2 separate regions of the Sus scrofa genome follow, and region 1 is linked to region 2. A link is a contact called in public promoter capture Hi-C data. All regions are on one chromosome and are shown on one strand. Each heading gives the region's core, a stretch centred on a gene start, on an enhancer-like site or on the middle of the called end of the contact. The rest is flanking DNA. Distances are from core to core; before and after follow the strand shown. Region 1 holds the start of EEA1 (early endosome antigen 1). Region 2 holds the start of SOCS2 (suppressor of cytokine signaling 2).

Region 1 (3,046 bases), core at 451-2,950, 550 kb after region 2:
CAGTTTTATCCCCCTATGTCGGTGAAAATATTTCCCATATTTTCTAAAATAAAGTGCCTGTGTCTGGAAAGATGGAAGAGTGTGCTTTGCTATGTTTGTCTGGAAGTATTTAAGTGCACTATCATCAATAGTGATTAATAATGTATTAGTTGTAGGCACGACTGTTTGCTGCACTATAGGCGCAGACACATCCACATTAAAATACAGACATGTCTGGGATAGAAACAACATATTACATGATATAATGCTTTATTTACACTTTATAAAACACTTTTACCTTAACTAATTTGAAAATATTTGCTGCATCTTTTCAAAAGACCTGGAAGTATTTTCTAATAAGCACTCCATTCATTGCTTGGTAGACTTCATTACCCCCCTCCCCCAATTCAAGCAGGGTTAGTTGCATTTTTCTCCCCTTCTTCTTCCCTATGTAAACAATGTTAAAGTCTTCTCCCCTGCTCCCCCCTCCAGGGTAAAAGCCAAATCTCTCAACTTGTGAAAGCTGAGAGCAACTTGGCAAAATGATATGATTCTGCAGCTGTGACTTTTTTTTTTTTTGTTTTGGGCAGCTGTGACTTTTGACTTCAAATAATGACATGGTGCCTGGAAGTCAGTTCTAAGTCCATTTCCCAGTCCACATCCTTGTTTTGGCACACTGTTTATCTGTGACCTCATTTTGTTTTTTTTGTAGGGCCAAACCTGCAGCATATGGAGGTTCCCAGGCTAGGGGTCGAATCAGAGCTGCAGTCCGACGATCCCAGCTGCATCTGCGACCTACACCACAGCTTAGGGCTACACCAGATCCTTAGCCCACTGAGCGAGGCCAGGGATGGAACCTGCATGCTCATGGATGCTAGTCAGATTGGTTTTTGCGGAGCCACGAAGGGAAAACGTCATTATTTTTTTCTTAATCTATGAAACAGACGCATTAATGTCGATTCACTTCATACATTCGTTATCAGAAGAGGATTTAAAATTCCTTAGGAGAATGAGCCAAGCATGGGCTTTAGTGGGTGCAACATGTTAGCGTCATCAGTCCATTAAATATTGTTGCTATAGTCCAAAGGACAACGCCAAACTTTTTTTTTTCCCTATCAATTCAAATTGCAGTTTCTTTCTATACTTTCTTCCGATTCTTTACTTTTCCTTTGGCTGAAATGAGAAGCAGGAAGGGAGGAGGGAAAGGAGCCAGGGGTTGGACCAGAGGAGGGAAGCCCAACAGACCGGTTAATCGTGTCTGAGTCTCTCCTTTGCTTGCACTCTGAGACTAAGCTTCCTGCAGAAATGGGAGTCCAGTTGAGCAACGGTCAAGGCCAGGGTCACACCGACAGATTTTACAGAGCAGTCTGAGGTGCCATAGCAGGTACCTGCCTCGAGAGCCCGCCTTCCTTCGCGGCCAAGGACCACCCCCCAAGCCCCAAGGTCCCCAAGTCCCCAGGTCCCCAAGTCCCCTCCGCGGGTGCCGGGTCTACGCGCGAGCGCCTCTGACGGAGCGCGGGTGTGCGCTCAGCGGCCGGAAGGAGCGGCAGTGCCAGCGTCCTGCCTCCTGTCCGTCACGCAATGGCCCACGCCGCCGCCCTTTCCGATTGGTCGCCGGCCCAGGCCAGGCCCCTTCCAGCCCCGCCTCCCGCGGATGGACAGGCCGAGAGGGCGGGGCGGCGCGGGCGGGTCCGCCCAGCTGTCAGTTACGGGGGCGGCCCGGCGGGCGGGCGCTCGCTGGCTATCTCGTCCCCGGCTCGCGCGCGCTCCCTCTCACCGCCTGTGGGGAAGTCGGGGCCGCCCTAGCGGCTGCCGCCACCGCCTCGCCCCGACCTCCTCCCAGGTTCCCTTCTGGCTCAGTCCCTACCGCCCGCGCACCCCCGAGTAGTGAGTGACCCCGAGGAGGGTCCGGAGAGTCACCGCGGCAGCGCCGGGGGGTGTTTAAACCATGTTAAGGAGGATTTTGCAGAGGGTAAGAGAGTGAAACCGTCTTTCCAGGAGCACGTGAGCGGGAGCCCGAGTCCGAGGCCGCGGAAGCCGCCGCCGCGCTGAGGAGCCGAGGCGGCGGCGCTGGCGTCCCTCCTCAGTGCGGGCGCCTCCCTGCTTTAGGCCCCGCAGCCCGGGCGCTGATTAGGCCTCGGTCCTCTGCTCCCGGGGCGGGCGTGGGGGCAGGGAGGGCGGGCGCGGCGGCAGGCCGGGGCCGGGCGCCCGGTCTGCCGCGGCCCCGCGCGCCCAGGCCCGGGCCCCGCTCCCGCACGGGCTGTCAGTGCGAGCGGGCGGCGGGGCGGGAGGGTGTGGTGCCGGCGCGTTCCTTCCAGATCCTGGAATGGCAGTGAACACGGAGAGTTGGTGCCGCCGGGGCCGGCCGGCCGCCCGCCGGGCTGGAGGACGCCCCGTGGGAGCCCGCGGGAGGCGAGTTCGGCGGGTCCCCCGGCCGCCCTGCCCAGCGGGCCCCCCAACTTTACGCGACCCGCAGCTGCCACGCTCGGCGTCGCGGTCTGCTCTGGGCAGCCCTGCGTGGTAACGTGGTGAAAGCTGGCCTAGCCTCGGCCCAGTCGCGGTACCGACACGTCCCTGGCAGAGTCAGCCTCGAAGGAAGATATTACTCACTGTTGCAAACTTTTCCCCTCCCCAGTTAAAAATGCGTTTCCCCCTCCCAGCCCAGTAGCTTTTTGGAGCCGTCGGAGACTAAATCCCCCGTAAGCTCTAGCCCCGGGTATGCACTTAACTCCTTTATTTTCTGCCAGTGCTATCTTTATTTACAATCTGGAAAAAAACCTTGATATATAAAGATGAGCGCATTGGCGATATGTAGATGTTGTGTTTAGGAGTCAGTTCCTGGAATAGCAATTGAGATCTTTTCTATAAGATTTACTGTACTCAAGTTTTTGTTTTGGACAACTTCTATATTTCTTTTTGGGACCGATAGGGTGCAAAATGTAAATGATTGAAAAGCTGGTGCCAGATTCGTTAGTTGGTTATTGAGGGAGTAGGATAACTAGTTCAAAGGACAAAAGGAATTAGTGAACTTGTAGTATTCAGTCAAGGAATGTACCAAAGAGAGTTG
Region 2 (2,792 bases), core at 68-2,567:
TATCGGCCATTGAGAAATTGAGAGAAAGCACAATTGATAATTACTTCTTCAAGTTTCCAGTCTTGCATAAACTCTCCTGGACTTTGCCCTAATCCAAACCCAATCACAACCGTCGGTCTCCCCAACATTCTCGATTCGATCTGCCTGCTCAGCTCCCGGGGCCCATCAGGTTCTTAAAATGGACTTAGCGACAGCCTGCACTTTAAAAGTCTGACCAACACGCGTCCCCTCCACCCCCCACCCCCGCCGCCCAAAAAAAAAAAAAAAAAAAAAAGGCTCGGAAACCTGCAATTTGCTGGTTCCTCCCGCGAAGGGAAAGCCCGTGGCCTGCGCGGAAAGACCGGAACCTCAAGTGAAGGAAACTTTCCCTCTCCTCCCGAGAGCAAAACTGCAACTGTGCCCCAAACGTAAGCTTTGAGGATCCAGATTTTAAAGTGAGCTAGCTTGCCAGATTTTTTTTTTTTCCAATCTTTTCTTCTTTCAGATGCCGAGAGACAACAGGGAGCCGCTCAAAGCCACTACACTTAAAACAAGCAAGCCCACTCTGGTCGAAGGCTTCGCAACCCTCCTCCTTTCCGGCTCTGCCGCAGCCGCCTGCGCGGCAATCTGTCGGTCCCTGAACTTGGCGGCCAAGATTCCAGGCTGCAGCGGCTGCCGGGCCCGGGAGCCGGATGCAGCTGAAGCTTCGGGCAGCGCAGCGCCCACTCGCCGCCCGCGCACCCGGTGCACAGGAAAGGCGCCGGGCACTTTCTCCGGCTAGGGTCCGAGCCCTAGTGCCGACCCCCCAAAGAGCCGCGGAAAAACAGCCGAGGTTCTAGCCCCTAAGAGGCGATTTCCAAAGAGCCCTTCTCGCGCTTTGCCCTCTCGAGTCCCTGGAGAAACACGCTTTTTTTTTCGCATTCCTAAGGACTCAGTGCCGTGTGGGCATCCTCCCCGTGAGCCCCTGCCCAGGGGCGGGGACGGCAATCTACTGCTTCTCCAGTCGGCCCCACTTCCCAGCCTCGCCAGCACAGCCCCATCCGCTGTGTCTTTGCGGAGGCACCCCCTTCCCGCACGCGTCGCGGCCGATCCGATCCCTACCTGTGTGACTAAGCTCCCGCAGGGCTTTCGCCAGTCGCGCCGCCTCTGGGGACGGCTCCTCCGCCGACCCCGAGGTCCCCCACTGGCTCTGCGTCCCTTCCGCGCCATTCCCGGAGGGCTCGAGGCACCGCAGGGTCATGAGAGAAGGGTCACCGTGGCAAAGACAGGTGGCCGCCTGAGCTGGGGTCGGAGAGGGGCAACGCGTCCTTAGAAGTCAGTGAGAACCCCAAAACGAATCCCTGAGGAGTCCCCGCAATGGTGGAGGGGATGGGGAGCTTCTGGTTCTTCTTCCCCGGGTCCCAGTGCACGGATGGTGAAGTCCCCAGCAGGCGCGGTCACCCACAGTTTGCCTGCAAAGAGAAAGTGGAGGGTTGGGTCAGTCGGAACCGGACCCCTGCGGCTGGGGCGTAGGTGGAGGGACGTGGAAAATCCCGGGGACTCCTCCGCGCCTGTGCTCCTGCACCATTTAACCCCAACCAGTTACTGTCCTGGCCCGTTCTAGAAAAAGGATAAAGAGAGAGCAAAGATTCGAGACGCAAGAGTTGGGGGGGTGGGGGGGAGGACAGGATGAGGGTGGGGACCGGGTGTTTTCCCGCCTAGGGCTGCTCGCTGAATTCGCAGACTAGCAGATTTATAAGAGCAAAGAATCACCTGCGGCTACGGTGGTAAATAGGCCAAGGCCCTAGTCAAGGACAAGTAGAAAACATTTAAAAGAACCGGAGAGGTTCCCAAATTGGCGCTCCCATCTCACACTCTGCACCGCGGGGAGCCCCAAGGGGAAGCGCCGAGCACAAATCTAGTTCCCCGCCCTACGACGCCGCGGGGCTCCTGGAGCAGAGCCGGCAGCCCGGGACACGGAGGTGCGGGAGCCGCCGCGACTCGGCGGCCGAGGCTGCCTCGCTCCCCTCCCCCAGCTTCCCGGCGCCCACTTAGGGTCGGGGTGGGGGGCGCCGTGGCTGCAGCTCCAAAGGCCATGCGGCTGCTGCTGCGTTGCCGCCGCGGGCGCTGTCGAGGAATCCGCCCGAGCGCGCAGCCCTCTCGGGGGCTCAGAGCCGCGACCTGAGCCGCGGCAGAGCAGGCGGCAGCCAGCGCTGAAGGACGTGCTAGACAACAAACGCCAAGCCCTTACCTCCGCCTCGGCAGCCGCCGCCGCCGCCTCCGCACCAGGCTGCCTCCCCAGCCGGCCTGGGGCGGGGGAGCCGGGAGGGGCCCGGGAGGAGGGGTATCTGCCCGAGTTTCCCCTGTAGACTTTTAATTTGGGAACGAGATGCCTAGGGATGTAACGAGCCATGCGCTCGGCGGCGGGGGCGGCCGGAGTTCTCGGCGCAGAGGGCAAACATAAGCCCTGGGGACCATCGCCTCGACCCTCCAGGGTCCAACACCCCCTCCAGGCTCGGACACCCCCGACCCGGGGCAGCTGCTGGGTTTCCCCCCGGCGCAACCCAGGAGATGGAAAGGAGGGAGGGAGGAAGGAGTCGGGGAGGGAGCGAGAGGGTGGGGAGGAGCAGGAGATCAGGTTATTAGGATTATTAATTTGGATGGCAGTTTACGGGAGGTTGGGGGGGGAACCTCTGGAGACTTCCAGACGCCAGGAAAGAACCGGAGAAAGCAGGCAGTAGCTCCCAGCCTCCGGGCAAAGCCGCAGCTAGGACTCTCCCCCTAGCTGCTCCCAACTGCGGAAGCCAAGGCTGCCGGGCGCTTGCAGCCGCGCC

What was found. Promoter capture Hi-C pulls out the DNA fragments that hold promoters and counts their contacts.
Region 1: a promoter capture Hi-C map of liver shows a contact between it and region 2, with 9 times the contacts expected there. The contact joins the promoter of EEA1 here to the promoter of SOCS2 in region 2. A contact is called at or near these places in 2 of 5 promoter capture datasets (fetal liver and liver), 1 of 47 Hi-C or Micro-C datasets (heart right ventricle) and 1 of 2 datasets of contacts at active chromatin or transcription factors (alveolar macrophages).

The regions. Positions count from the first base shown.
Region 1 is chr5:90,130,007-90,133,052 of Sscrofa11.1, forward strand. EEA1 (early endosome antigen 1) reads left to right here and starts at 1,701. Exons shown (of 33, transcript XM_021091260.1): 1 at 1,701-1,951. The coding sequence starts at 1,928.
Region 2 is chr5:89,583,152-89,585,943 of Sscrofa11.1, forward strand. SOCS2 (suppressor of cytokine signaling 2) reads right to left here and starts at 1,318. Exons shown (of 2, transcript NM_001097461.1): 1 at 1,081-1,318. The coding sequence starts at 1,219.